Linked DNA regions of Sus scrofa: all the other regions are linked to region 6. Evidence: chromatin contacts called from public Hi-C and HiChIP or PLAC-seq data. All regions are on one chromosome and are shown on one strand. The core of a region is the stretch at or near the end of the contact, and the rest is flanking DNA. Distances in the headings are between cores, read along the strand shown. Region 1 holds the start of URM1 (ubiquitin related modifier 1). Region 2 holds the start of COQ4 (ubiquinone biosynthesis protein COQ4 homolog, mitochondrial). Region 3 holds the start of GOLGA2 (golgin subfamily A member 2). Region 4 holds the start of ZDHHC12 (probable palmitoyltransferase ZDHHC12). Region 5 holds the start of ZER1 (zyg-11 related cell cycle regulator). Region 6 holds the start of SPTAN1 (spectrin alpha chain, non-erythrocytic 1).

What was found. A called contact is a pair of places that touch in the nucleus more often than the background predicts. HiChIP or PLAC-seq counts read pairs in DNA pulled down with a chosen protein or histone mark.
Region 1: an H3K27ac HiChIP or PLAC-seq map of alveolar macrophages shows a contact between it and region 6. The contact joins the promoter of URM1 here to the promoter of SPTAN1 in region 6. A contact is called at or near these places in 4 of 47 Hi-C or Micro-C datasets (epiblast stem cells, liver and subcutaneous adipose tissue) and 1 of 2 datasets of contacts at active chromatin or transcription factors (alveolar macrophages).
Region 2: a contact with region 6 is called in a Hi-C map of skeletal muscle, with 4 times the contacts expected there. The contact joins the promoter of COQ4 here to the promoter of SPTAN1 in region 6. A contact is called at or near these places in 2 of 47 Hi-C or Micro-C datasets (liver and skeletal muscle) and 1 of 2 datasets of contacts at active chromatin or transcription factors (alveolar macrophages).
Region 3: an H3K27ac HiChIP or PLAC-seq map of alveolar macrophages shows a contact between it and region 6. The contact joins the promoter of GOLGA2 here to the promoter of SPTAN1 in region 6. A contact is called at or near these places in 3 of 47 Hi-C or Micro-C datasets (embryonic fibroblasts and mesenteric adipose tissue) and 1 of 2 datasets of contacts at active chromatin or transcription factors (alveolar macrophages).
Region 4: a Hi-C map of skeletal muscle shows a contact between it and region 6, with 2.2 times the contacts expected there. The contact joins the promoter of ZDHHC12 here to the promoter of SPTAN1 in region 6. A contact is called at or near these places in 1 of 47 Hi-C or Micro-C datasets (skeletal muscle) and 1 of 2 datasets of contacts at active chromatin or transcription factors (skeletal muscle).
Region 5: a contact with region 6 is called in a Hi-C map of heart right ventricle, with 1.7 times the contacts expected there. The contact joins the promoter of ZER1 here to the promoter of SPTAN1 in region 6. A contact is called at or near these places in 3 of 47 Hi-C or Micro-C datasets (heart right ventricle, liver and retroperitoneal adipose tissue) and 1 of 2 datasets of contacts at active chromatin or transcription factors (alveolar macrophages).

The regions. Positions count from the first base shown.
Region 1 is chr1:268,797,079-268,801,908 of Sscrofa11.1, forward strand. URM1 (ubiquitin related modifier 1) reads left to right here and starts at 1,361. Exons shown (of 5, transcript NM_001243487.1): 1 at 1,361-1,427. The coding sequence starts at 1,393.
Region 2 is chr1:268,753,914-268,758,649 of Sscrofa11.1, forward strand. It overlaps COQ4 (ubiquinone biosynthesis protein COQ4 homolog, mitochondrial), which reads left to right and starts at 2,777. Exons shown (of 7, transcript XM_001928334.4): 1 at 2,777-3,129; 2 at 3,206-3,337; 3 at 4,667-4,736. The coding sequence starts at 3,060. TRUB2 (probable tRNA pseudouridine synthase 2) reads right to left here and starts at 3,858. Exons shown (of 9, transcript XM_021069594.1): 1 at 3,395-3,858; 2 at 2,493-2,811; 3 at 1,987-2,118. The coding sequence starts at 2,655.
Region 3 is chr1:268,719,350-268,723,908 of Sscrofa11.1, forward strand. It overlaps GOLGA2 (golgin subfamily A member 2), which reads right to left and starts at 1,825. Exons shown (of 26, transcript XM_021069501.1): 1 at 1,662-1,825. It overlaps SWI5 (a long non-coding RNA gene), which reads left to right and starts at 883. Exons shown (of 5, transcript XR_001306646.2): 1 at 883-1,185; 2 at 1,485-1,533; 3 at 3,534-3,655.
Region 4 is chr1:269,083,134-269,087,927 of Sscrofa11.1, forward strand. ZDHHC12 (probable palmitoyltransferase ZDHHC12) reads right to left here and starts at 1,720. Exons shown (of 5, transcript XM_021069717.1): 1 at 1,574-1,720. The coding sequence starts at 1,673.
Region 5 is chr1:269,120,334-269,124,949 of Sscrofa11.1, forward strand. ZER1 (zyg-11 related cell cycle regulator) reads right to left here and starts at 1,546. Exons shown (of 16, transcript NM_001244486.1): 1 at 1,425-1,546.
Region 6 is chr1:268,934,868-268,939,970 of Sscrofa11.1, forward strand. It overlaps SPTAN1 (spectrin alpha chain, non-erythrocytic 1), which reads left to right and starts at 1,253. Exons shown (of 59, transcript XM_013993907.2): 1 at 1,253-1,346; 2 at 4,141-4,191. The coding sequence starts at 4,159.

The DNA of each region.
Region 1 (4,830 bases), core at 111-2,610, 140 kb before region 6:
GCTGTATCTTGGATCCCTGGCCCAGGGAACTTCCACATGCCTGGGAGTTGGCCAAAAAAGAAAAAGAGAAGAGCAACAACAAAACCCAGTTCTAGGAGTTCCCATCGTGGCTCAGCGGTGTACTCGACTAGTCCATGAGGGCAAGGGTTTGATCTGTGGCCTTCCTCAGTGCGTTAAGGATCTGGCGTTGCCATGAGCTGTGGTCTAGGTCACAGACACGGCTCAGATCTGGTGTTGCTATGACTGTGGTGTAGGCTGGCAGCTACATCTCCAATTCAACCCCTAGCCTGGGAACCTCCAAATGCCGTGGGTGCGGCCCTAAAAAGACAGACAGACAGACAGACAGACACACACACACACACACACACACACAAAATAGAGACAAATTCTTACCTGGCTCACAGGCATGATTTGGCACCTGCCCACCCTTCTCGCCCTCATCTCCTACCACACCCTCATTCATCCTCTGCTCCCCAGTTTCCACTTTCTTCTCTTGGTGCTCCAGCATGTTCTCCCACCCAGAGCCTGTGCACTTTCTGCTCTCACTAGAATGCTCCCAGAGGTTTTTCTCCCCTCATGATTACCTCTCCTCAGTTAACTCTCCTCAGGCTTTAGAGCTTAGCTCTAGTCTGGGTCAGTCCTTTTGTCCACTTCTGCAGCACAGCACAGAAGTTCCTGGGCCAGAGATGGAACCCGCACCACAGCTGTAACCAGAGCTACTGCAGTGACAATGCCAAATCCTTAACCCGCTGAGCCACCAGGGAACTCCAGTCCTTTTCTTTTTAAAGTTCCTATAACTCCATATAATTTCTTTCAGCTTGAGATTTTGCTTTACTAGCATGACTGGTATTTCCCCCACTAGACTGTGAGTGCCCTAAAGGCAGGAACTTTGCTTATGCAGTTCATCACCGTGGCACGCGGAGGACGTGCAAAAATATCTGCTTAATGAGTGATATCCAAACTGACAGCAAAAGGGGCGGTTGGATGGCGAGTCGATGGCTCAGGAGAGATTTCCGGGCTGGAAATAAAGATCTGGACGGCCTTGCCCAAGCGGTGTGCAGACTAAAGAGAATACGTAACTAAAGCAAGATAAACTGTAAAGTGGCTCACAGTCACTGCGCAAAGATGCCGGGACTCTCCACCGCCTAGCTGTAGCTCACCCAAGTCGCTACCCGCCCTGGCCGCTTGGACCCGGTTCCTAAAAAGCAGAGGGAACCATCTCAAAGACGATCAGGTACCGCGACCCTCCAGCCTCGGGTCTTAGCTCCAGGTCTTCGTCCAATCGCTGAGGAGCAGGATTTCCCGGCACCGCCTCTTCCGTCCGCGGCGACCGGAAGCGGGGCAGTAGCGCCGGAAGTTGAGGGAGTTTCCTGTGAGCTCGGCTTCCTCAATATGGCGGCGCCCTTGTCAGTGGAGGTGGAGTTCGGGTGAGTCACAGAACTGGGGCGTCGTGGGGGTGAATTGAAGTCGTCGGGCCTGGAATTGCCCTCTCTCTGCCTTGGGGCCTGTCACGACCGAATCGCCGAGGTTTCTGGCGACTTCCCTAAGCTACGCCACTCGCCTCAGAGAGCTCGGGAGGTCCGGTCTCCCTGGGCGACGAGGCCGTATGTTCAGGAATAGAGGCGCATGCCCTGGCGTGAAGGTGCGCTCTGGGCACTCCTCAGGGCCCTGCACCGTGCTGGACCCAAAAGGTGTGACGGTTAGCAGGCGGCCTCCTCACCTTCTTTGCCAACCCCGTTTTGGGCCAGTCCCATGTGTCTGGCGTCTGAGCTCCCAGGACCGAGAAGGACTACCTTCCCCCCGATGTCTTCCTTCGGGCAAAAAGTTCCGTTTACACGGTTCTTGGAGGCTGCTTTCTCGTGGGATGTGTGGTCATGACGAGACTCCTTTTTTCTCTTTCCCAAGCTGTCGGGGGTGCTAAACAGACCTGAACACCATCAGGTACATTCAGTAAACTTATTGAGTGCCTCCTGCAGGTCTTGAGTCAGGGATAAGGAGCTCAATAAGGTAGCACAGTGAAGGAGACTAGCCGTGACAGTAAACAATGCACGAGATTAAAAAGTGCAGAATTGGGACGCACGCACCAGTAACGGAAGAGACTCAAACCAGCGAGGAGTCTCCTTATGCCACTGTCGTCTTCCTCCTGCAAACAGAAGGTTTTTCACATAATTTCAGAGCTGAGAGCCACCGCAGGGCATAAAGAGGAGGCAAAGAAACTGAGACACTAAGAGATGGGTGGTATCCTTTCCAGAGTCACATGGGAAAGCTAGGACTAGACTTGTCTGTGTGTGTGAGATAAACAAGTCAAGGCTTATGTGAAAGGAAAAGTAGTGTGGGATGGGAACCTAAAATCTCTGCCCATAAATGCCACCCTTCCACTGGATGCCCCCAGTTTCTCTCATGTTTTCCCTTCATTGAGTAGTCCATTCACCAGTCATTTATTGAGTGCCTACCATGTGCCAGGCAGTGAGCCAGGCACGGAGGATACAAAGATAAATAGAACTTTGTCCATGCCCCGCAGTGTTCAGCGTTTCTATCCATTACAGGGAGGTAGTCTCATGAATGTTAACTGCAGTTTAATTGATGGTATTGTCTGGCCCCATCAGTCCACTTAGAACTCTGCTGGTTTGGCCTCCTGACTCTTTTGCTTTACTGACCCTTTTGCCCAGCTGTGGCCCCCATGGCCTGGGGGTGCTAGGAGGACCTTTGCTGCTTTGACAGGCCTCAGCAGAGCTGAAAAGGGAGAAGCCGCAGGTTGCTAGCATTAAGGTTTATCTACTGCCAGCTTACCTTTCATTCTCACTCTGTCAGGCACAGTACTCAGTCTGCCAGGTACTATGCTGGCAGCAGTGGGGAAGTCCTTTGGGGGAGATGTAGTGCTTTCCCTCCAGAGCTTCCAAACTCGCTTAAGTACCCATTTTTTCAGCCTGACCACTGCTGCTTCCCTTCCCCCCAAGAGCAATAGTGAGCCCCAACAAGGCAAGACGGCTTTCCTTCTACCACCACCACAGTGTCCTGTGGGCAGTGCGGCTTCTCGGGAAGCAAGAATGCCCGATGTGTATGCCAGGCCCCAATTCCTCCGCTCTGTCTCTGTCTAAATGCATGTTTTTTGCCCCTGGCCTTTCTTTCGTTTCCTACATCTCTTAGCAGACTTCCTTCACCCCTCTTCTGAACCTAAGTAGATTTGCAACGAAGCCACCTTGCGCATCATTCTCTCCCTTTTGTCCCCAGATACCACCCCGATCCTTGAAGAGTTCTGAGCTCGGACTTTGCCTTTTTCCCCTGAGCAGATGTGGTCCTCTCAGCCCACCAGCCGTGATAGCCACTCTAGAAGACCCCACCCACCCACCCTTGTCCTTCTTGTTAATGAAGGGTCCTCATCTTGCCTCTTGAACAGAGCATTGTCTCAGGTCACACAGGATTCAAAATACGTAGGACAGATGTGTTTCGTGTCCCTGCAGCCCAGATGTGAGATCCCCTCTGCCTTTTCCCATAACCTCTTTCTTGCGTCTGGGAGGTATTGGCAGAGGGAGGGAATGCCATTGAGGTCAGAGGAAAAGTGGGGGAAATGGGCATCTTCATTCATTCGGCAGACGTTTCGAGTGCTGTGCACCAGGCCCTGCTTTAGGCAGAACTTGCATTCCAGCAGGTGGAGGATAATGTAGACGATAAAATGATGACAGTAAACTAGAAAAAGCGAAGGCCATTTGGGGAAGGTCTATGCCAGTCACCAGTACCACCAGTACCACCAGACACCTCCCACCGGGAACTGAGGAGTGGGGGGAAAATGAGGCATCTTAGGTTGTCATTCCTTGATGGAGTTTGATTAGCAGGTCCCGGAGGACGTAAGAGAGACTAGCTTAGGTCCTCTTCTGGGACCAAAACAGGCCCCTGCCTGCCTCCCTGAATCTCTCCAGAAGCTGGGCCTGCACCTTCTTCCCCTCCAGATGTGCTGTCAGCAGAAACGCCAACCCCTCGCTGGGAGGCTAGTGAACCCAGCAGTGACAGGTCACTCAGCCAGATGGTTCTTTATCTGCTCGTGAAGGGAAAAACAGCCTCGGCCTCTGAGCCTGGCACCACCAGGTTTGGCCAGTCTGGGTTGTTTGCCTGCATCCCAGTGCTTCCAGTTCCTACTCCTCTGACCCCCCAACTCCTGTCGCCCCTTGCCTGTCGCCCTCCCCCACCCCAGCTGCTGCGTGTGCCAACCCCCACCCAGGAGAGAACGAGGCTCTTGGAAGGGGATAAATGGAGGCTCTGTGCGGGCCTGCAGCTGAAATGGCCCTGCGCGCGGCCACAGATGGGCCTCCTCTCCCCCTCCACATTTCTGCATCAACAAAGCGTGACCTTGTTTGGATGACAGTCGCCCCATGTTTCCCCCATGACAATGCTTGCCTTGCCTTTGCCTCCCAGCGGACTGTCTCAGGACATCTCTGTTCTCTGAAATGGGGAAAGGGTGGTGGGGTGGGAGGCATCGCATCCGTCAAGAGTCTGTTAAGGCCTCTCAGTTAAGATCCACGTGAAGGCTGAGATGGGAGTCAGGAGACCCAGAGGAGGAAGCAGCGTGGGCCACTGAAAGAGCCCGAGTGTCCGTGTCCTGAGCCCGGGCTTCTGCACTTGGCTTGGAGCGTCTCTGCTGTCCCAGCCTTCCCTTGGCCAGGTGCTGGCACACAGGAGTGGACCAGACTCTGCCCTCAAGAGGCTTCCTGACCTTTTGGGGAGTCTTTTTTTTTTTTTTTTTTTCCCTGCTAGCAACCAGTTAGAAGTCATTCTAGTTCAGCCACTGCCTGTCTGGCCTTGGACAAGTCGCTTCATTTCTCCTGGCCTCAGTCT
Region 2 (4,736 bases), core at 1,527-4,026, 180 kb before region 6:
GAAAGAATGAATGGCCACCGATCATATGATTATGTTAAGTACATAATACTTTTTTGTATCAATTTTATCTCAATAAAGCTGTAAGAAAAAAAAAAAGAATGAATGCAGGAAAGAGCTAGAAGGTTTTATACTTTGGTAGATCAAGCTGAAGTAAGGAGGAGTTCCCGGTCGTGGCGCAGTGGAAACAAATCCAACTAGGCAGGTTCAGTCCCTGGCCTTGTTCAGTGGGTCAAGGATCTGGCACTGCTGAGAGCTGTGGTGTAGGTGGCAGACATGGAGCAGATCCTGTGTTGCTGTGTCTGTGGCATAGGCCGGCAGCTGTGGCTCTGATTAGACCCCTAGCCTGGGAACCTCCACATCCTGTGAGTGTGGCCCTAAAAAAAAGCAAAAAAAAAAAAAAAAAAGGAAGTGAGAAGAAGGGGTGCTTAAGAACCTACCAAGCTACCAAGGGAGTTCTCGTTGTGGCGAAGCAGAAACAAATCTGACTAGGAGCCATGAGGTTGCAGGTTCAATCCCTGGCCTCACTCAGTGGGTTAAGGATCAGGCGTTGCCGTGAGCTGTAGTGTAGGCTGCAAATGCAGCTGGGGATCCTGTTGCTATGGCTGAGGTGTAGGCCGGCAGCTGTAGCTCCAATTAGACCCCTAGCCTGGGAACGTCCATATGCTGCAAGTGTAGCCCTAAAAAGCAAAGGGGGAAAAAAAAAAAAAAAAAAAAAAGGAGCCTACCAAATCCAGGGTACATGACATAATGTCAACACAGAGCCCAGAGTTCCCTCATGGCTCAGTGGGTTAAGGATCTGGTGTTGTCACTGCTGTGGCTCCAGTTATAGCTGTGGTGCGGGTTTGACCCCTGCCCTGGGAACTTCCACATGCCTGGGGCATGGCCAAAACAAACAAGCAAGCAAGCAAAAAATTCCCATGGAGCCTCAGTTTTCTCATTTGTGCAACGGGACTAGACCCCATCTCCTAGGATTCAGTAAGGCAGTAGTTGGGAAAAGCTTAACACAGTATAATACAAAATAAGTCCTCGACCCATCATACTTATTGTTATTATACTGTGGAGTGACTATATTTCTGTCCAAGGGTCCTAGAGGTCCCTGGTCAAGTTCCTTAGCCTTCCCAATGCATGCCTGAATCACACCTAGTGGAGCGGGGGGGGGGTTCATTTTCAGAACTAGTTCTACTGTTGGGCAGCTATATTGACTAAAATGTCACTCTTTCACAGGAGCCCAAAACGCCCTGCACAGGAGTTCTACCTGAGGGCCTCGATCCCTACCTGGAGTCCCAGGATAACAAAGGGGCCAGCAAGCTACAGTCCACAGGTCACATCCCCAGTCCTGGGGTTTTCACGGCCTACCATTTAAACCGGTTTTTACATTTTTCAATGATTCAAAACAAACAAACAAACAAACAAAAAACCAAGAAGGGAGTCCCCCTGTGGCTCAATGCTGACAAAACTGACTAGCATCCATGTGGATGTGGGTTCAATCCCTGACTCTGCTCAGTGGATTAAGGGATCCGGAGTTGCTGTAAGCTGTGATGTAGGTCACAGACACAGCTCAGATCTGGCATTGCTGGGGCTATGGCATAGGCGGGCAGCTGAAGCTCCAATTCACCCCCTAGTCTGGGAGCTTCCAGATGCTGCAGGTGTGGCTCTAAAAAGCAGGAAAAAAAAAAATTTAATTAAAAAGAAAATGTCTGTGTCCATAAGTAAAGCTTTATTTGGAATACACTCAGGCTCGCTGCTTTACATACTATCTATAGCTACTTCTGCACTACAATGGCAGAGGTGAACCTGCAAAGCCTAAAATATTGACTATCTGGCCCTTTTTAGGAAACTTTGCCAATCTCTGGTCAAATACTTCATCCCCACTGCCACCCTACACTGGTTCGGGACAGTAAGAGTCTGAGCACTGGCTAGGACACTGATTCTGAGCAGGGATTTCCTGGGAAGTGACACCCAGGCCCCTTCCTAAATGTGCTTTACCCAGAGGATGGTTGATGAGGGAGGGCACAGTGGTGGCTGTGAGGGTCAGCTCCTTCTCTTCACTGCCTTCCACCGGACCCAGCAGGAAGCGAACACGCTGTTCAGGAGCAGGAGGCTTCCCAGCATTGAGACCTGAGCACACACATGTAAATAGCATCTCATCAATTCCGTGTGGACACCCAGGGGTGGGCGGGACAGGAAAACACGGGGATGCATAAGACAGTTCCAAGTCCACGGGTGCAGAGATCAGTAGCAATTAGGAACAAGAATTGGAGTCAAATATTGACTCTACTACTTATGACAACTAAAAATAGAGTCTGTTTACCCATCTGAACACCGGGGAAAGAGAGGAACAACAAACAGAGTGCATACGACAGACGATCAGGAAAAGGCAGCCGCCCAGGCGACGAGGTCACATGACTGACTTTACCCGCAAGGATCAGAAGCGGAAATAGACTCCGAGGGAAATGGGAAGGGGATCGTTAAGACTGGCTCGATGCACTCACCTTTCAAAAGCTGCAGCTCCACCGTATCCCGTAGATGCTTCCATTTTAGCCCCGGGGGCTTGTAGGCGGCAAAGAGCCCATGCAGCCGCGCCAGGCCGGCTGACCCCATCCCGGAGCCCGCGTCTGGGGCTCGCAGGACAGCGGCACCCGGCGGAAATGCCATATGGTCCCTCCCCAAATAGAGTCCTTCCAGAGGACGCTGCCATGTTTCGCAGCCGGAAGAGGTTCTCGTCTTTCTGTCCTCGGGGAAAACGTGCTGCGGTGAACAAAGTACGGTCCGACACTGAACCCCAAAGCCAGGCGGGCTTCCTTAGAGACACTTTGGGGGGCAAGGTGAAATGGGGAGAATTTTATATCCTTGGAATTAGATTGCCTGGGTTTCTTCATACTTAGAGATAGAGACCTTTCCTGTCCGTGCTCTTTCCCCCCTCCCGCAAAAAAAAACCCTACTCCGCGCCGTAGGAATCGAGCCCTTTTGACTTCTCCGGCGCGCCGTCGTCGGGGAAGTCTGGGGCATTGGCCTTGCCCTTCCCATCCTCCCGCGGACGTCCGACTGTACCCGCTGCCATGGCGACGCTGCTGCGCGGGGCCCTGCGCCCCCTCCGCGCCTTCCAAGGCCGCGGGCAGCCGGCTGCAGGCAAGTGGCGGGGGCTGGTCGGCGTGCTGGCGTCCCCCGGCTCTTTTGACCGCGCGGCCTTTTTCTTGCCTCGCAGATGTGCCCCTTCGTGCCACGAGCCATGGCACCGGCCTCCTCTACCCCGAACACATCCCCACTTCCCTGCTGCAGAAGGCGCTGTTGGCCGCGGGCTCTGCCGTAATGGCCCTCTACGACCCTTATCGCCACGGTAAGGCTGCCCGCGCCTGGCGTTCTCTTGGGAGGGCGGGGGAGGGGGGAGGCTCACCCTTGCCTTGGAAGTCCCGGGGAGGTCCCTGCCACTGTCAAAACCTCCGTTTCCTTTGGGTAACTGGAAACAAGACAAGGCCAGGGTACCCAGACCAAGCTGCACCTCACAGTCACTTGCAGTATTCATAAAATGCGGATGCCTGGATCCCACCCTAAAACTTACTCAATTCGAATCTTGTGGGAGTGGGGAAGGGAGGCAGGAAGGGGCGTGGAATCTGAGCCTCTGCCTTTTTAAACTGCTTCCCGGGAGATTCTGTCATCCAGCCACACTGAGGATCTCTGGGCTAGATGATTTATGCCCGTAAAAGTATAACGTCCCTTTAGAAATTAAACTTTATGAGGTCGGGAACCATAACTACCCTGCTCCACTGGAGTGGTAGCATTTTGGATAGGGCACGGGACATAATAAATGCTCCGTAAGTGCTTGCTAGACATTTGACTAGAACATTCTTGGATCCTACACTGCCTTTCTCATCCCCTCCAGGATTTCTAAGTCTGGAAAATTCTGTTACTCCTGCTAGTAAAAACAATAATGCTGGGAGTTCCCGTTGTGTCTCAGCGGTTAACGGCGGTAACGAATCTGACTAGGATCCATGAGGACGCAGGTTCGATCCCTGACCTTGCTCAGTGGGTTAAGGATCCCGCATTGCTGTGAGCTGTGGTGTAGGCCAGCAGCTGTGGCTCCAATTCAGCCCCTAGCCTGGGACCCTCCATATGCTGTGGGTATGGCCCTAAAAAAAAAAAAAAAAAAAAAAAAAAAATGGTAATTGCTCATTAAGCCCTTATTTTGGTTGCTCATTGCTCAGTGTTTTATATACGTGATGTTCTTGATTTTTCATATTGACCCTATAAGAAAGATGTTATCTGCACTTCCAAGTTAGGACACTGAGGGTCAAAAATGTGAAGCAGTTTGCACAAGGTCCTCTAGACAGTGATTGTAGCTGGGGTCGAACCTAGCACTCTGTGATACCAAAGTCGGCCCCTGTCCGTGGAGACATGATATTCTGTTGTAATGATGGATGTGAAAGTGATTCATAAATTTGTCAGAGCACTGTGCTCACCAGAGCCACCTCCCCCATCAGATGAATAACAGTCATAACTATATTGAGCTTTTACTGTGTGCCCAGCGCTTCACTACATGTTTAACTTGAATCTTTATAACTTAGAGGTAGATATTCTGTTTGCTCATGTAGGAAATTGAGGCTCAGACCAGGTCAGGCGATCCACCGAAGATCACATCCTCCACGTGTCCCCATTTCTTTCCTTTCAGACATGGTTGCAGTTCTAGGAGAGACCACAGGACGCCGAACCCTGAAGTTCCTCAGGGACCAGATGAAGAG
Region 3 (4,559 bases), core at 575-3,074, 210 kb before region 6:
GATGTCCATGTTTTGAGATCACTGGTGAAGTGTAAAGCGGGGGTCTTTTACGCTATCAACATCCAAGGATGGGGTACAGTCTAGAGTAAAGGGGCCTGAAACCCAAGTCGGACCTAGGTCCGATAGTTCCGACTTCCCATCAAGCTGGAAATCTGTGCCGCGGCCAAAGAAACCGGAAAGGGTGGGAAAACACTAGGGGACCGGGTCGTAGTATCAAACACCGGGGCTCGGGCTCCGGGCGGTAATGACAGTTCCGAGGGGGATTATGACGTAACTACATTCCACTCCTCCCTCCCGACGCCCGAGTCGCCGCTCCGCGGTGGGGGAGGGGAGCGCAAGGCCAGGACCGAGGTCCTTGGAGACCGGGAGACTAGGGAGCCCAGGGAGCCCAAGAGGTCCGGTTCTGGGCGGCGGGAGGCGAGGGCCGAACCTGAAGCGGGAAGCCCCGGGGGTCACCAGCCCAAAGTCACCCGGGGGTGACGAGTGAGGGCGGGGGCTGGGCTGCCAGGGGGCGGGACTGGCTGAGAAGACTTTTTGAGGGGGGCGCCAAGGGGCGCCGAGGGGCTCGCCCCGTGTGCCTTGGAGGCAGCACAGACTCTGGCCATGGCCCGGCCATCGAAGGGGTCTCGGGCTGAGTCAGGGAGCCGCGACCCCGCGTGTTTTACCTTTTTCTTGGCCGCAGCCAATTTGCTCTGTCGGGTTTCTTCCGACATCCCGGGACGGGGCGGGGGAAGGGGGGGCCACATCAGCACGATCCCGGCAACCACCGCGGAATTGCTTCCGGCAGTCACCGCGCCACTGTGCGACTGAGCCAGAAAAGGAGGGACCGGGGCGGTTCTAGGCAGCAGCGGCGTGGGCGTGGCCTAGATTCTCCAATCCCATTGGCCGATTGGAAAGATGAAAGGAAAAGGGGGCGTGGCTAGGCCGCCGCGAGCCAGGTGGAACGGGTGGAGTCATAATACAGGCTGCGCGCGCAGCCGCGGTCCCCGCCCACCTCGGCGGGGGGAGGGGCGGGGCCTGCTCTCGCAGGGTGCGCGCGCAGCTGGCTGTATAACGACTCCTGGTCTCCATCACAGGATTCGGAATAGCTGGCGGGCTGAGAGGCCTCTTTTTCGCCCTCGCCCTGGACCCTCCTGCACTGCAGACCCCCCCGAGTCGGGGGCCCCGAACCCCAGGGCTGAGGAGGTGGGCGAGGAGCGGACAGCACGGGGAAAGCACATCCCTTCCCAGTCCCTCTCGCTCCCGTAGCTTTGCCCCCAACTTTCTTTTCCCTGAGATCAGCTCCAGAGGCCTCCATCCGCTCCTCCACACTCTACCCCCTGTCCGAATACCCTCCTCGAGGAACCCCACCCTGATCCCGGGAGCATCCAGTCGCGGTCGCTCCTCCCGCACGGCTGTCCCTCCTCTCACACCCCCAGAGTACCGCTTTCCTGCCGAGGCGGACTCTGGGTCCAATCAACTTTTTCCCTTGGATTCCTCTCCAGGACTCAACCAGGACTTTCCAAAAGCTGCCGCGGGGCCTTCCGATCCCCTGTGAGTATGCCTCTGCCCCCTCTCCGGCCCTCCCACCCGGTTAGCTCCCTCGGCTCCCAGCCCCCCTCTCCGTCCCCAGCAGCGGCTGACCCACCCGCTGCCCTCTTCGAGGTCTTCCCTCAGCTGACCTCATTCTGCGGAGAAAGTCCAGGTCATTTCGCAGTCCTTCCCCTTCTTTTCCTCCTGCCCACCAAGCTTCAAAAAAGAAAGAGCATCCTGGCGTTCGTCAGTGGTACCCCAGGCTCTGCAAGTGGGCTCCGTCTCTCCTCCTTCCTGCCAGCGCCACAAGTGGTTGGTTGGTTTCCTTCTTTCCACACCACTGTCCCTCCCTCCCACTGTCCCTCCCTCACCCGTTCCACCCCCTTGGAAACCACTCTCATTCCCTCAAACACATGTGCTCTCTCCTGTCTTGGGCATTTGGATACACTGACCCCTGTCTGGGATACTGTTTTTCCAGCTTTTGGCCAAACTGATACCTACGCATCCTTTAAAGCTGAGCTTCCTCAGAGAAATCTCAGCCCCACTTTCTGGCTCAGGCCAGTGGCTCTGTGAGACACTCCCTTGGCTCCCTGTACTTCAAAGCACTTTGCAGATGGCAGTTAGTTGATTGGCTGTTTGACGGACTCATTTGAGATAATACCTGCTATGCGCCAGAGACTGTTATAGACACAGGGCAATCAGCAGTGAATAAAACAAAGTCCCTGCTCTCATGGTGTTTACAGCCCCGGGGTATAAGACTGACAATGAACATAATATTATTCCTGAAATGTACAACATGTCGGGTGGTGACTGATGTTAAAAACATCAGGACAGGGAGTTCCCGTGGTGGCGCGGCAGAAACAAATCCGACTGGGAACCATGAGGTTGCAGGTTCGATCCCTGGCCTCGCTCAGTGGGTTAAGGATCCAGCGTTGCTGTGAGCTGTGGTGTAGGTCGCAGATGTGGCTCAGATCTGGCATGGCTGTGGCTGTGGTGTAGGCAGGCAGCTATAGCTCCAATTAGACCCTGAGGCTGGGAACCTCCATATGCTGAGGGTACGGCCTTGAAACAACAAAAGCCAAAAAAAAGAAAGAAAGAAAGAAAACATCAGGACAAGGGGCTCGTGAGTGACTGAGGAGTGGCCATTTTAGCTGGGGTGGTCAGGAAGCCTTTTCTGATGAGGTGGGACCTGTGAGGAGAGCTGTAAATGGGACTCTCTGGAAGAAGAGCCTAATTGTTGGGTGTTTTATGTCTGGGACGAGGCTCTACAGTCTATGAGGGCAGGGGATCAAGCCTGGATGTCTTATCCATTGCTAAACCTCTGGAGCCTTTGCCTGTGCCTGGCAGCTAGTATTTACTCATGGTCCGTTGACTGGTTAAAAGCCCCTATCCTAAATATGGGAACCACGTCTGCCTCTGTCTCTTGTATTAGAGTTGCTCCAACACCCATTTCCTGAAGACTAGCCGAGTATCAGGCACCAGCCCTTGAAGCTTTTAGAGCCAGAAAGGACAAAGATGAACAGAAGGGTTTTGCTACCCAGTGAGACTATAAACCCAGGGATAACATAGATTTGAGAGGAGAACCCAAGAGGTGGACCTGAAGTGGATTCTCGGGTCAGACTGGGGACCAGGTAAAGATGAGTTTGGCTGAGAGTAAAAGAAAACCCCAAGTAATGAAGGCTTAAACAATCATCAGGCCCCCTCTATAATCCAGGACGCCTTTCAACTCCAGCATCCCTCCAGCTGGCAGGAAGGAGGGAGACCACAGAAAAGCATGCCTTCTCCCTTGGAAGGCAATTCCCAGACGTGGCATACACCATATCTGATTAAGTTCCACTTGCCAGAACTTAGCTGTAGGATCCCATCCGATTTCCAAGGGAAGCTGGGAAATGTAGTCCTGTTCTTGGGTGGAGGGTGTCTGTTACCAACCAGAAGCAGGGACAGGCAACTGGGGGACAACTTGTAGGTTCTGAATTGCGGATAGTTGGTCCGTCCAGCTAATGACTCTTTGTGCCACTCAGCGGCCATCTGCCACGTGTGACCAGGCTGATGCAGCCAGTGAGGATTCTCTGCACCTTGACATTCAGAGGCTGAAGGAGAAGAGGGACATGCTGGACAAGGAGATCTCCCAATTCATATCTGAGTAAGTCTCCTTGGGGTCCTCAGTGTGCTTAAGATAACTACTTTGGCCTCACCCGAGGCATGCGGAAGTTCCCAGGCCAGGGATCAGACCCACACCACAGCAGTGATGATGCCAGGTCCTTAACCCACTAAGCCACCAGGGGACTCCTAAGATAACTTTTAACTAGTGCCCAGTAACTGAAACCTAGCTCAGCATAAAAACAGGACTGTGCCGCTGGTGCCCGGAGGTCACAGTTGCTGTCTCAGGTAATGTGTGGTCAGGCTCAAAAGACCAGGAACTAGGAACTGGAAAGCCGTGGTTCTCCCAGTCTCTGTGGGGCCCATGTTCTCTGTCTGCACGTGGTCTCCATACTCCCTCTGCAGGTGTCCAGGGGAAGCTGGCTCTTCCACAACTCCTGGGTTTCCCCACACACCGTGCTGCAGCCACATGGCATAGACTGAGCAGCCTTTGAACGTGCATTTCACATGTGAGGGGATCTGACTGGCCACTCATGTGCCAATTTGTGTCCTGGGTTACATAGCACCAGTGTAGCTGCAGACCCCTCCCTAAGGGTATGGGAAGAATTTGCCAGGAGCGAGGGGGTAGACAGATCCCCTCCCCTACCTTAAGCTTCCCGAGGGCAGGGTCTGTCTTGGCATCACTGTGTTCCCAGTGCCAAGCACCCAGTAGGCCCTTAGTGAACATGGGTTAAATAGATGCCTTGTTACATGGAGTTCCTACTGTGGCTCAGTGGATTAAGAACCTGAAGTTGTCTCCATGAGGATGTGGGTTCTGATCCCTGGCCTCGTTCATTGGGTTAAGGATCTGGTGTTGCAGCAAGCTGCCAAGAAGGTCACAGACTCAGCTCGGATCTGGCATTGCTGTGGCTGTGGTGTTGGCCGGCCAGCTCTGATTCACCCCTGAG
Region 4 (4,794 bases), core at 470-2,969, 150 kb after region 6:
CCACTGCATAGGGTACAGAGGGAGAAGTCCAGGTCCAGAAGAGGAAAAAAAAAGTTTGTCTGTGCTCTCTCTAGAGGGCAATAGGGAACCATGGAAGGTTACAGGATCAGCTTTTTTCAGGTCTGCACCTGCAGTATATGAAGATTCCCAGGCTAGGGGTCGAATCACAGCAACATGGGATCTGAGCCACATCTGCAACCTACTCCGAAGCTTGCAGCAACACTGGATCCTTAACCCACTGAACGAGGCCAAGGGTCCAACCTGTATCCTCATGGACACAATGTTGGGTTCTTAACCCACTTAGCCACAATGGGAACACCCAAATCTGTTTCTTTCTTCCTTTTTTTTTTTTTTTTTTTGGTATTTTAAGAATTAAAAAACAATTTTTTTAAATTATAGTTGATTGACAATAGATCTGTTTCTGAAAGCACCCCCCTCTTCCTGCTGGAGTAAAGATGGATCAGAGGGGAAGCCTGGAGGCCTACCCAGGGGGGTTGGACAAAGCAAGGGCAGGATGGGTGGAGAAGGAGAGATGGACAGGAGGCAGTAAGGGGGTGAAGGGGCCAGACTTGACTGGATGTGTGGGAGAGTTCGGGAAAGAGGTCCAAGGGGTTTGTCTCTGAGATGGGGAGAGACGGGTGGGTCTGAGATGCCCCAGACAGAGATAGAGGGGGGCGGGGCCACAAGGCTTGGATGCTGCAGGGGGTTAACAGGGGAGCCCAGGTTGGGAAGGATCCAGCCCATGGAGGTGACTGAAGGTTTGGCAGAGATAGGGGCGCTGAGGAGGGAGGGTCAGGAGACAGCCAGAGCAGAGTATGGACAACTCTGGTGCCCCTTGGTTGTAAAAGGGAGCAGAGAAGGAGAAGGAAGGGGGATCGCATGGGGAGACAGAGCAGGTTTTTAGACTAAAGGGTGAAGGCAGCGGAGGAGACCTGAGAAGGTCTTGGGAGGAATGCCCCAGGTCCAGGGGTTTAGGCTGGAGCAAGGAAGGAGGAGTTGGGGTGTGGTGGGAGTGGTGGTGGTAGTGAGGAAGGGTGAGAACTTGAGGGGGAGCTGGCCTGTGGCAGGTAAGGGTGGGAGTGGGTCCGTGGGTGAATGAGTGCCATCAGGGGACCAATCAAGAATGAGGACATGGGGGGCAGGCTGCTCTCCTGTGGGGTGTTCTCTTGCCTGAGGTCGGGGAGCCTGGACTTGGGCAGCTAGTGACCACGGGCGTGAGCAGGAGGCCAGTCCTTCACCTAGTTGATCCTTGGAATTTTGGGAGTCAATTCCTAGGAAGGGTTGGGCGGTGGGTAGGAGATGAGGCCGGATCTGGTGGGCACCGGGTGGGTCCTGGAATAGACAGGGTATCCGGCAGGGATCAGGATGATTCTGGGGTTAGTTAGGGATCACCTGGGTATTAGGCGGAAAGTAGGTGGCTCTAGGAATGAGAGATGGGGAGGGAGCCTCAGGAGCTGGAAGAGACCGGGTGAATCCCAGGATCTCGGTTTCGGCAGGGGACTCAGTGAGACTCAAACGTCAGGGGAACCACGCGGGATAGGGTAGGTCCGGGGTCGCGCGGGGTCCGGCTCACCGGTATCATGCAGGAACAGCACCAGCGTGATCCCCCAGGTCAGCACGGTGTGCCCGGTCCGCACCAGGACCCCAGGGCTGAGGAGCGCCCAGGGCGCCATGGCCTCGGCCCGGGGCCCCACCCGGAAGAAGCGCCCAGAGGGGCGGGCCCTCCGAGCGAGAAGGCCCCCGGTTACCCAGGGATTGGCTGATCCGGGCGGTGGGCGGGGCCGTCGTGGGTTAGAGAGGCTACCTATTGGGCAACGGCTGCAGCCGAATAAGCCCTCGAGCCAACAGGTGCCTGGAGAGGCTGAGGGCGGGGCCGGCGCGCGCGCAGCCGGTAACTCCCCCAACCCCCCCCCGCCCCCACCAGCCAGGTAAGTTTCGAAAGCCGAGTAGTCGCGAGGCTTCATCCCATCCTACTGGACTTCCACCACCCGCCCAAATTCCACAGTCTCATGCAGGCGTGCGGCTCCCTGGGCGCTTCAAATCTCCAGGTATTGTGTCTCCAGGTTGCAGAATTGTGTCCCGTTGAAAGATGTGATGAGCAAGACCTTGAGGGGGGCAGGAGTCGCCCACTGGTGCCCCTTAGTGACACCCTATTCGTCGTCAGATGTTGCAAATGGGTGAGAGCAGAGTGGAGGTCCCTGGTGTCGATTCTATGAGAGGCCCAACTTGGGTCAGGGCCAGAAATACCAGAGCATTGGAGTTCCCGCTGTGGCATCGTGTAAGAACCCGACTGCAGCGCCTCGGGTTGCTGTGGAGGCGCAGGTTCCATCCCCTACCCCTGGAGTGGGTTAAAGGATCCAACCTTGTGGCAGCTGTGGCATAGGTCACAGCTGCATCTCGGATTCAATTCCTGGCCTAGGAAGTTCCACATGCTGCTGGTGTGGCTATAAAATAATTTAAAAGAAAAGAAAGAAAAAAAGAAGAAATTCCAGCACTGCCTCTTCCTATCCGTTTATAATTTGCTTGGGCAAATTACTGAAACCACTCGAAGCTCTGTTGTCTGTCTGTGCAGTGGGAATGATAATGGTGCCCCCGCTGATGTGGCTGGAGCATCACAGAATGGAATATGGTGTCTAGTCGAAGACCATCCTGTCTCCCCCACTCTAAGGCAGCACCCACACCCTCCTGACTTGCTCAACCCAAGGCATCAGGCTGTCTGCCATGAAACCTCATCATTCACTGCTCACACTGCACCGAGAGGTCCCTAGGGCCTTCCCCCATCTTCCTCCCTCTGACACCAGTCCAGGTGTCAGAGAAGGTCCAGGAAGATGGATCTTTCTCCATCAGATTGTCACACACCCCCCGCCCCCACCAAGGCAGGATACTTTTCTGACATTTGCTGTTTTTGTCAACTCAACCTCCCTTTCATATCCAGTGTGGTTTTGGAGAAACCGTTTCCCTCACTCCATCGGGTGGTGGGATGCAGAGTGCGCATGTCAGAATGCCAAATATGGTTTCCATCTCATTATCCCCAGTGATTGGTCCTAATCAAAATCATTCCATGAGACTCTTCTATAGATGCTGAGAGAGAAAGGGGCATTCTTTTTTGTTTTGAAGGAGAAAAGAATAGCTCTATTTCTTTGCCAGGCATAGGGGGACAGAGCAGGGCTCTTGCCTTCAAAAACTGTGCATCGTGAAAGGGGCATTCTTTTGGATCTCAAGAATAAGGAATAGGATATAATGGCGATTGGCAGCTGGCTTTATGCTGTGTGGAGAGAAACTCTGGCAGGAGAGAAGGATGCCAATTGTAAGAGCCACAGAGATAAGCGGCACAGAAAGAGGGAGCAAGAGGCAGTCTTAACAACATTGGGCCCCTAGATCCAACTATGCCTGAAGCTGATGTTAATGCTAGAGTCCCAGCTGCATTAATCAATGAATTTCCTACCACCTTTGACTAACCAGGGTAAGTGTTTGAGCTAAGTGTCTCTCACCTGCAACTCTTTTTTTTGCGGGGGAGGACAGCTGGAGCATGTGGAGTTCATCAGGCTAGGGGCTGAATCAGAGCTGCAGCTGCAGGACTACGCCGCAGCAACTCAGGACCGAGCAGACAGTCTGCAACATAGACCAGAGCTTGGGGCAAAACCGGATCCCCGACCCACTGAGCGAGGCCACGGATCAAACCTGCATCCTCATGGATACTAGTCGGGTTTGTAACCCACTGAGCCACAACAGGAACTCCATGGATAGATTTTAATCATAATATGCTACTGCAATAAGGAAGAGGATCCAGCATGAACTGAATGCCACTTTGATTTGTATAGGGGTGACTGGGTATTTTAAAGGGAGGATGAGGGGGTTGAGATGGGGAAGGGCAGAAGCCTGGAGAGACTCAGTGAAAAATTAAAGAGTGAGTCGGGGCAGATGCTGATTAGGCCAGCTGTGTCTGCTAGCTGGCAATGATTGAAGGTGGGTTTTTTTTCTCCCACAGAGACTGGGAGACAGAGATCTGATCCTTCCTGATGATTACTTATTAAAGGGGTGGCTTTCAGGTCCTTGTAGGAGATAGAGATACAGCTCAGAGGGCCAGAGGAAGATCTCACAGTTGTAAGCCCTTTCTAGTAAGTGTTCTAAGAAGGAGTGGTTAAGGGCCTGTGGTCAGGTATTAGTTAAAACAAGGTAAATTCTGGAGTTCCCGTCGTGGCTCAGTGGTTAATGAATCCGACTGAACCATGAGGTTGCGGGTTCGATCCCTGGCCTTGCTCAATGGGTTAAGGATCTGGCGTTGCCGTCAGCTGTGGTGTCAGCTGCAGATGTGGCTCGGATCCCGCATTGCTGTGGCTGTGGTGTAGGCCAGCGGCTACAGCTCCGATTGGACCCCTAGCCTGGGAACCTCCATATGCCGTGGGAACGGCCCTAAAAATGGCGAAAAGACCAAAAAAACCAAGGTAAATTCTTTGGGCAGGCTGGAGCTTTCTCAGGCAGGCCCTTTAAGGAGGGCTGGGGTCATCCTAGGGACGTGACCTTGAGCTTTTAGAAACCGTGTTAGTGTTTAAGTCTTTCAGGGTCAGAGGAGGAGGTGGACAAAGTCACTTGTGCTGAAGGGTCTGCAGTTTTTATAGGTCAAGGCTGGGGCCTGGTGGAGAAGAGGGCTTGGAGCCTGGCTCACAGTTGGGTCAAGGAGAGAATTTTTGTCACTGGGTGCGGGGGACACACCCACCTGGCACGTGTGAGAAAGGAGTCCCTTGATCTGGGACCCGCGTCCAGGCTGTTCTTTGGGAAGCGCTCTATCCCACT
Region 5 (4,616 bases), core at 296-2,795, 190 kb after region 6:
TTGTTTCTTTTTCCTTTTCTTTTCTTTTTTCTCTTTTTGTCCTTTTAGGGCTGCACCCACAGCATACAGAGGTTCCCAGGCTAGGAGTCGAATTGGAGCTGTAGCCACTGGCCTACACCACAGCCACAGCCACAGCAACACCAGATCAGAGCTTCGTCTGTGACCTACACCACAGCTCAGGGCAATGCTGGATCCTTAACCCACTAAGTGAGGCCACGCATTGAACCTGCATCTCATGGATACTAGTCAGATTTGTTTCCACTGAGCCACGATGGGAACTCCATTATCTGGCTGTTTCTTTAAATCATCAGGTATTCTACCTCAGGACCTTTGCACTTGCTCAGCTTCCAGAGAGCTATGTGGCTTGCTCCCTCACTCTGTTCAGGTCTCTGCTCAAATATCACATTAGAGATCTTCTCTGATCTCCCTCTAAAAATAGGGCAAGCCCAGCCTTTGCATGGCTCTTCCTGCTTTGTTTTCCTCTACCTTACATTGTTGTCACCTTACATACATTTATGATTTGCTGAATCAATTAGTGACCTGAAACACAGAGACCCCCTCACCACTGGCAACCACCTCCTGCTCTAAGTATAGCCTCCTGTGACCCTTGTTCATATGGGGTGATTTTTCTGTGGAGGCATCAGGCATCTTCCCCGATGTAAAAATCAAACGCACTGACAGGCACAAAGCCTGGAAATCTTGAACTGCTTGGGCCAAACAGCCAAGCCAAGTTCCACCCACAGAACTTTAGTAGCCAGCACAGTCGGTTTCACTTTCAACTCACCTATCAGGCTCCTCTGGCCCTCAGGTTTGCAACCCCACCCCATCCCTTTCCCACCCTGTGCATCCCCCCACACTCTGTCATCCCTTTGGGGAGCTTATCTAGAATCCAAGCGGTCCCTGAGCTTTCAGGCACTGCTTTGGGGGAACTTCAGCTCATCCAACAGGTAGGAGGGGCAGAAGCTAGCCTCTTTAGCCTTGCATTTATCCCCCATTTTGTAGGGGCTAAGCGACAGGGCGTCATTTTCTTTCTGGAGGAATGGAGTTTAGTTTTAATGGCATGTTTCTCTGACGGGGCAGCAGGGGTTAAGAAGGGAACCCTCCCACCATTCGCCGAGATGGACCTTTGCAAGTGGTGGCAGTGGCGATGGTGAGGCACCGGAGGCAGGAGGGGAAAAGAGAGAGGACGCAGATACATCCCTTGGCCCCGGGAGTGGACGAGATGCTTCCTCGACAAGGAGGCGCAGAGGATGCGGCCCGGGAGAATTCCGAGCCAGAGCTCCGGGGGAAGCAGGGGATCTCGACAGGCTAGGGCCAGGGTTTGGGGAAGAAGGGGGTCTGCGGGGCGGAGCTGGGGATCCCAGGGATGGGAGCCCCGGGCGGGAGGGGGTCGCGCCGGGGAGGGGAGACCCCGTGGCCGTTACCTTGCCCTTAGGGCTGCGGGCGGGGCTGAGGGCCGGCGGGTGCTGGCTCCCGGGCCCGGCCCCTCCCCCGATCCGGCTCCTACGGCTCGGAGCCTGCAGCCGCCGCCGCCTCCGCTGTCAACAAACCCGGGGCGCGTCACTTCCGGGGCCGCCCCTTAGCAACCGCGAATGGGTTCCCCCGACCGGTTCCGCGGCGAACCGGGGCGACAGCGGCCGAAGGTTCCGGGGCTCCGCGGCGGCTCCAATCCCGGACGACTCCGATCCCGCCGGGTTTGCGGATGGAGCGGGGAGCATCTGGTCTCCGTTCCGGTCCTGATCGCGCTCCTCACGGGCTCTCGCTGGGCTCCGGGGACGGGGTGGGAGCCTCTCGGTGACACCGGCTTCCGGGCCTGCTCCGGCCTGCGGTTCCCCAGATCCCAGGGAACGGTTAGGGGCGGACTGACTCCACCTTCCTCGTCAGCACGGACGTGCCTCCGAGCCAAGCCCCTGCCTCCCGCGCCCTGTTGAACATCTACCCCTGGCTTCTCCGCAGGTAGCTCACACCCACGCGTCCAAAAGCGGACACCATCTTACCCCTCCGCGCTGCTACTTCTCCAGCCCCGGCAGCTCGGCTGTCGCCTGGGAAACAGGGAGTTGGCCTTGGCCGCTTGGTTTTCCTTAGCGCCTCATCCATGCGTCTGGTCCTAAGGGTCTCAAACCAGCCCCTCCCCTCCTCCTCCGGTAGTGCCCGGCTCTGTCCCCCACCATTTCTTCTCGGGATTTCTGCAACAGCCCCCTAACGGAACTCCCTGCTCCTTCTTCTCATTCTCTCCACAGTTCCAGAGTGAGTTTTCCAAAACGAATAAGTCTGGTCTGAGCCCTGCCCTGCCTTCCACCCTCAAGGTAGACGTCAAGGATAATCTGTCCCCGTCTCTCTCTCTCCAGCCTCTTGTCCCTCTCCCCCTCGCTCCCCGCCCCGCTTTCGTTCTCCATTTAAGAAAATTTGAAGCATTTTTGGTTCTTTTAAAGATCCCCTCGGAGTTCCCGTTGTGGCTCAGTGATTAACGAATCCGATCAGGAACCATGAGGTTGCAGGTTCGATCCCTGGCCTTGCTCAGTGGGTTAAGGATCCGGCGTTGCCGTGAGCTGTGGTGTAGGTCACAGACGTGGCTCGGATCCCGCGTTGCTGTGGCTGTGGCGTAGGCCAGCGGCTACAGCTCCGATTGGACCCCTAGCCTAGGAACCTCCATATGCTGTTGGAGCCGCCGGAGAAATGGTAAAAAGACAAAATAAATAAATACATAATAAAGATCCCCTCCTCTCGCATAGACTCAAGTAAGTTTTTCCGTACCAAACTCTTCTTGCTCCCATCTGTATCCAGTATACACTCCTCCTGCTTCTAGTCTCAGTTTAGAGTCTCCTTTTCTTTTTTTTTTTCTTTTCTTTTTTTTGTCTTTTAGTCTCTTTCTAGGGCCGCACCTGCGGCACATGGACGTTCCTAGGCTAGGGGTCCAATCAGAGCTGTAGCCGCTGGCCTACGCCAGAGCCACAGCAACGCCAGATCTGAGCCACATCTGCAACCTACACCACAGCTCAGGGCAACGTGGAAGCCTTTAACCCACTGAGCGAGGCCAGGGATCAGATGGGCAGCCTCATGGTTCCTAGTCGGAATCGTTTCTGTTGCTCCAAGGCGGGAACTCCCTAGAGTCTACTTTCTTAAGGAACCTTTTCTTGAGGACCCTCTTCCCAATTCTCATAAACTAATTTTGTGGATGTTTTCCTTCTGCATAGTATCTTTTAGTCTTGGACCATATGTAGGTGTGTTCGCACAATTTTGAATCCTTTAAAAAGTCTATTGAGGAGGAGTTCCCTTTGTGGCTCAGTGGTTAACGAATGTAGGCTGGGGCTACAGCTCCAATTCAACCCCTAGCCTGGGCACCTCCATATGCCACAGGTGTGGCCCTAAAAAGCAAAAAATGCAAAAAAAAAAAAAAAAAGTCTATTGAGGGTGTTCTCTGGTGGCCTAGGGGTTAAGGATCTGGCATTGTTGCTGCTATGGCTTGAGTTCCCCTCGTGGCTCAGTGGTTAACGAATCCCATCAGGAGTCCGGGAACTCCCTCATACTGAGGACAAAAAAAGGAAAAGAAAAAAGAGGAGTTCCTCTTGTGGCTCAGTGGAAACAATCTGACTAGGAACCATGAAGTTGCAGGTTGGATCTCCTGGCCTCACTCAGTGGGTTAAGGATCTGGCATTGCCGTGAGCTGTGGTGTAGCTCCCAGACGTGGCTAGGATCCCACATTGCTGTGGCCGTGGTGTAGGCCGGCAGCTATAGCTCTGAGTCAACCCCTAGCCTGGGAACCTCTACCTTTTTAGGGTGCGGCCCTAAAAAGCAAAAGCAAAAAAAAAAAAAAAAAAAAAAGGTAGAAAAATTAAGAGTCCCATTCAAATCCTAACACAACCCCAATTTCATTCCCCTCCCCAGAGGCAAGCACTCTTTCACAATTTAGATGAGTACCTCCTCAGTCCTTTAAAAATAATGCATGTCTGTTAGAGCAATGATAACTAAATTCAGGAAGGTGGCTTACTCAGAGGTGGAAGTGGTAGGGGAAGGGTGTCTAGGAGAATCCAAATGACCTGAAATTTTTTTTAGGCCAGGTAAGAGGTTCCACATTGTCTATGATATTATTAACTATATATTTTTGTAAGCCTAAAATGTTTCATTAAAAGGCAACCCAAACAATAAAAAAAATAATAACACATGTCTATGTAAGAGCTAAATCTATAACACTCAGGAGAAAATAAAGGTGTACGTCTCTGTGATTTAGGATTAGGCAATGGTTTATTAGCTATGACACTAAAAGCATAAGCACAAGAGAAAAAATAAACTGGATTTCATCAAAATTTAAAAATTGGGGGCCTCAAAGGATACCATCAAGAACGTGAAAACATGACCCACAGAATGGGAGGAGGTATTTACAAATCACAAGCCTGATAAAGAACTAGTAGTCCAGATTACATAAAGAATACCAAATAATAAAAAGGCAAATAACCCAATTTAAAATAGGCAAAAGAGGAGTTCCCATCATGGCGCAGTGGTTAATGAATCCGACTAGGAATCATGAGGTTGCGGGTTCGATCCCTGGCCTTGCTCAGTGGGTTAAGGATCGGTGCTGCCGTGAGCTGTGGCATAGGTTGCAGACTCGGCTCGGATCC
Region 6 (5,103 bases), core at 3-2,502:
TCCTCTTTTGAAAAAATGGGGAAAGAACACTATCTCATAAAATTATTGCAGAGATTTTTAAAAATTTTAATACATGACATGCTTAGCAGAGTGCCTGGTACATAAGGAAAGATCAATTCATTGTGGCAAAAAGAATCTTAATGTCTCATTTGCAAAATACGACTAATGCATCCTGTTCCACTGGCGACTTGTCAGAAGCTGTTGATGTAAGAGCCTAAGAAATTGTTAACTCTTCAAATCTCAGAAAGACAGACATAAACGCCAAATTTTTGATGATCGTATTTGACATCTCTTATTACCTCCTCAAACCCGAAGCCTCAAGTCATTTTCGGTTTCTTCCTTTAGTTTATTATTTTTTGCTTTTTAGGGCCACACCCGCGGCCTATGAAGGTCCCAGGCTAGGTCGAATTGGAGCTACAGCTGCTGCGGCTATGCCACAGCAACGCGGGATCCGATCTGCCTCTGCGACCTACACCACAGCTCACAGCAATGCAGGATCCTTAACCCACCCAGCGAGGCTAGGGATCGAACCCTCATCCTCATGGACACTAGGCGGGTTCGTTATCGCTGAGCCACGATGGTAACTTCCCATCCTCTATTTCTTGACCCCCCAACCCCCAACCCCCAACAGAGAAGGCTGATTTGGGTCCCCGCACCAGCCTTCTCCTAGGGAAAGGGAGCAAGAGGAAGAGAAGCATACGGGTGACCTCACCCTTTGTGACTGGCCGTTTTTCCGGCTGGGGCGCGAAGCATCCCCGGCCAGACTGCAGCAATGGCCCTGCCCCGCCCTTCGCTGCAGTCCTGGAAGGGCTCCCAGGGGCGGAGGGGTGGGTGGGGTGCAGAAGATTCTCTGCAGGGCGGGGAGGGGCAGGATTGGAGGATGCTGGCTGCGGGGAGGGCGGTGCGGCTGGAGCATCTCAGCCCGCCTGGGCGGAGGTAGCGACACCACTGCACCATCAACCCCCACCCCTGGCGCGCGCACTCCTTCCCCCTCCTCCCGCGGCGCTCGCAGGACTCGGCTCTTCCCCCGCATTGCCTCTTCGGCTTCTTCCGGGAGCGCTCGACCCTTTCCGCCTGACGATCGGGCGGCGAGTCGGCGGGAGCTCCGCCCCCTTTGCTCCGCCGGAGCTCGACCCCGCCCCTCGCGCCGCGCCGGGGCCCTTCCCCCGCGCTCGCGCCCGCTCGCCGCCGGAACGCGCGCGGCCGCCTATAAAAGAGGCGGGGCGCGCGCGTCACCGCCACTACCCGCTGCGGAGCGAACGGAGAGGAGCGGAGGCCGCAGAGCCCCGTCGGTTCCCCCAGCACCCCCGGCCCGACGCACCCACTGCCCTCACCCCCAGGAGCCGGTGAGAGGAGGAGCGGGCGAGCCAGGGCGGGAGCGGGGCCCGAGGGCGGTCGACCCCTGGGCCGGGAGCCGGGCAGCCCCTGGGGCGGGGCCGCGCCAGCGCGCGGACAGGTGAGCCCGGGCTGCCTCGCCGCTCCCTCGGTGGGGCGGGGAGCCGGGCGAACCGGCCGCGACCGGCTTGTGGTGCGTGGGCTGCGGAGGAGCCGCGGGGCCGAGCCTGGGCGCCGGCCGCAGGAATGTCATTGACTGGGCGGAGGGGGCGGGGGGCCGCCAGGTCCCTCCCGTACCCCCCTCCCCCAGCCGGCTTCGGCCCCGCCCTGCCCCATCCGGCTGCGGCAGGTGGGGCGGGGGCTTCCTGGTCCGCTTGGTTTCTCCATTCTTCTCCCCGAGGGGCGCTTCCCCCGCCGCCCCCAATCCTGGCTCCTCGGTGGGGAGCGACTTGTGCAGCTCCTTTCTCCAAAGCCGACCAGCAGTGCCGGCCCAGCCCTTGAGGGAGGAAGAGCGGAAGATGAAGGGCTCTTTGACCTTAATTTCATCCAATGTAGCGATCTTGGCCTTTTCTCGATGCAGAAAAGTCCGAGATTGGCCATCTCCTTTTCGTCCCTTGTAACAAACATATCTTTCCTCCCCAACTGATTTGCTTGTAAATAACTGGTAGATGCGGCGCTTGCTTTGTAGGAGACCTAAATCAAATAACTTAATAGCTTAGAGGGTTTTTTGTTTGTTTTACCCTGAGACCAGGTCTTTCGAGTCGAGGACAGAATATTTGTCAGAAATTCTACAGCCAGCCGGTGTTTAATGATAGAGCAGCCTTTTGTTTGAAAGCTATTCCTGCGAATTTGGTTGATGATTCCCAAAGAAAATTGCTTTTCATTTAAAAGTCTTCTTTGGGAAAAAAAAAAAATTCTCTTCGATGAACTGGGATAAAATGTATTTTAAACAAAGGGCTCGTTAAGGTTAAGGGTTGGATATATTTTAAATTAAAAGCTAGACTAGCCCAGAAGGCTGAGTTGAGGTGCAACACCTTGTCATGTCTTTTATATAATAGATCCTAGACTGTGACTCTTTGTTCTGTCTTCATCCTGATATTTTAGAAAATCTTAACCACGATGGCTGTTAGGGAAGGAGAGAAGAAAGAGCATATGAAATATTTTCATAATGTGTTGAAAATTGCGTCGTCATAGCAATTGGACTTAACTAAAGCAGAATGTATCAAAGATGGAAGGGTGGGGGTGTCTTGCAGCCAGGAAACAGAAAATCTGAAGAACAGTGGGAACACTCAGCTGTATGAAGCCATGAGCCAAGATTCCAGCTCCTCAAACTCGTCCTGTATTTTCCCTTTTGTTTGCAGCTGATGTCAGGTTTGGAAAGGTCACATTGAAGGCCAAGTTTAAAAAATGTGCTACAGGAAAATAAAAATGTGCTGTGTGCAGGAAATTAACAGTAAGCCTTTTTTAGTAACTAGGCCAGCCTCACTCAAAGGGACCCTCAAAGTGTGTTAGCTGTTATCCAGGGACCTAGATGGAGAGCCGAGCCTCGAGACTCGGTAGGAGCATTGGTCCCTGCTGGACAGATGGGAGGGAGGCCTATGGTGAACCATCAGCTTGGTAACATTCTCAGATGTGTTTTTGATCTTTGGCAGTGTGTGCGTAGTAATCTAATAATTAGAGAAATCTGATATGTCATAGGCTCACCCTATAAGCTTGTCTAGCAATCGATGAACAGGTTAGGTGGGGAGCGCTGCTGTTTAAGTATGGCCTTTGGTTCCCTGGGTTAGAATTTCCAAGAGGAAATTTTTCCTCTACCTGCCTTCATCCCTTTGGGGGGTGGGGTGGATGGCGGCTGCAGATGCTGAGAAGTGGATGTCAGGAATAGCCCACAGTCCTGTCATTGCTGAACCTGCACTGAGGACAGTGGGCAGGCGGCCGGCCTTGTAATCGATCCTCCGTGGGCTATGCGAGGACTTTGCTAGCCATGCAGTGGGTCTGTTGCAGCCCATCAGCTGTGGTCCGAGGAGGTGGAAGAATGCAGCGCCCTGACGGCAAATGCTGACTCCAGGAATGCCGTGGAGGCACGCAGAGCTGATCACTTGGGGCCAGTGGACAGGAGCAGCTGGCTTCACCTCCCTTCTGCCTCTTTTGCGTATTCCTCGTGGTTGGGTTTTGAACAGGAAATGGTATTTTGTAAAGGAAATGTCCCCGTAACCCAGGTCCAAATCAGATCTTTGTAGCTTGGGTTCTTTCTCGTATCCGACGGCCTCACAAAATTATGCTGTTTTATTATTGAATGGAAGGGGCTACAGAAACCATCTGGTACCAGGAACCTCAGTTAATCTGTGGGAATGTGGGAGGCGGGGAGGCATGTTTAGTGTTAAAAAGTATTTTCGGGGCGTTCTCCTGTGGCCCAGCGGGTTTAGGATCCTGCATTGTCACTGCTGTGGCGCAGGTTCCATCCCTGGTCTGGGAACTTCCGCCTGCCGCAGGCTCAGCCAGAAAAAAAAGTGCATTCACGATTATTCAGGACTGTTTGAAAAGTGGGGAAACCGAGACCCAGAAGAGGGTATGGCTTGGCCAAGGCAGCACATCTGCTGAGACCCGAGAACCTTGGTGGTTTGGCCATTTTAAATTCCTGGTGGGACTTAGAAGCTCTGTGGCGTGAGAAGAGCACTGGGGAAATGTCTACCATGAGATTTTTACCTGTCTTTCTAGATTTGTAAGGGTCCGTGCTCTTCGTTTTGAAGTGACTTTATCAGCCTGCCCTTAGAAGCTTGTTGTCTTGCTCTCCCCCCCCTTTAGACGCCACCTTCCTCCGTCATGTTGTCATCGTTTCGTAAACGCAGAGTCCAGGTATTTGACCAGCATGCAGGAAATGCGTTACCTTTTCAGTTTGCCTGGCTTGCAGTGAAGACACACGCGTGTCAAAAGAGGTCGAATGATCTCAAGAGAGGGTACAGAACCCTGCCTGCATGACCTTTCTGTCAAGCACACCGATTAGGCTTTGGGGTTTTGTTTTGTTTGGGTTTTTTTGATGCTGCGTGAACAAATGTCTTCGTAGATTGATTCTAAAATTTCCAAAGCCTCCTGTTTTTTACCTTCTTCTCTTTAAGGCATGAATATTATTAATTTCTTATCACCCTGCTGGTATTTGCATGTGGTATTTGCTAATTTTTTTTTTTTTTTTGATTGATGGTTGCTTGGTTCTTAAGAACCAAGGGATTAAGAAACATCATCTGGTATTTGAGAAAGAATAATCTGAAAATGTAGTAAAAAAATAGTATCTTTTCAGTTTGACAAAGATTGTAAACTTGAGTTTGTTTCCTGCTGACTTATGCCACAACTCTTATGTTGAAATGAGCTTGCATTTTTAAAAAAATCTCACTATATATCTGTATTTATTTGTGTACAGTTTTTGAATGTTTTTCAAAAAGAAAAGTGCTTAATGTCTTGATAACCCATAAGGAGAAATAATCAACTTTGCAAATTTCTACTGATTATGGGTGATAAATCCAAGGCAAGCCCTTTTATAAATCAGACTCATTATTTAAACAAGGTTTATAAAAATGGGCCCATTATAACTTTTTCCTGTGTTGAATCTCAGTAACATGTTTTGCACTTAAATACCTCTCATCTGAATTTTACAGGTTATGAAAGGTAAGTAGCAGCAAGGTAGTGTTTGGGAGGCATTCAGAAGTAAATTTTCTCAACCTTGCTGGGTGTTTCTGGATTTTGATGCAATGCAGTATGAATCTTTTGCTCCTT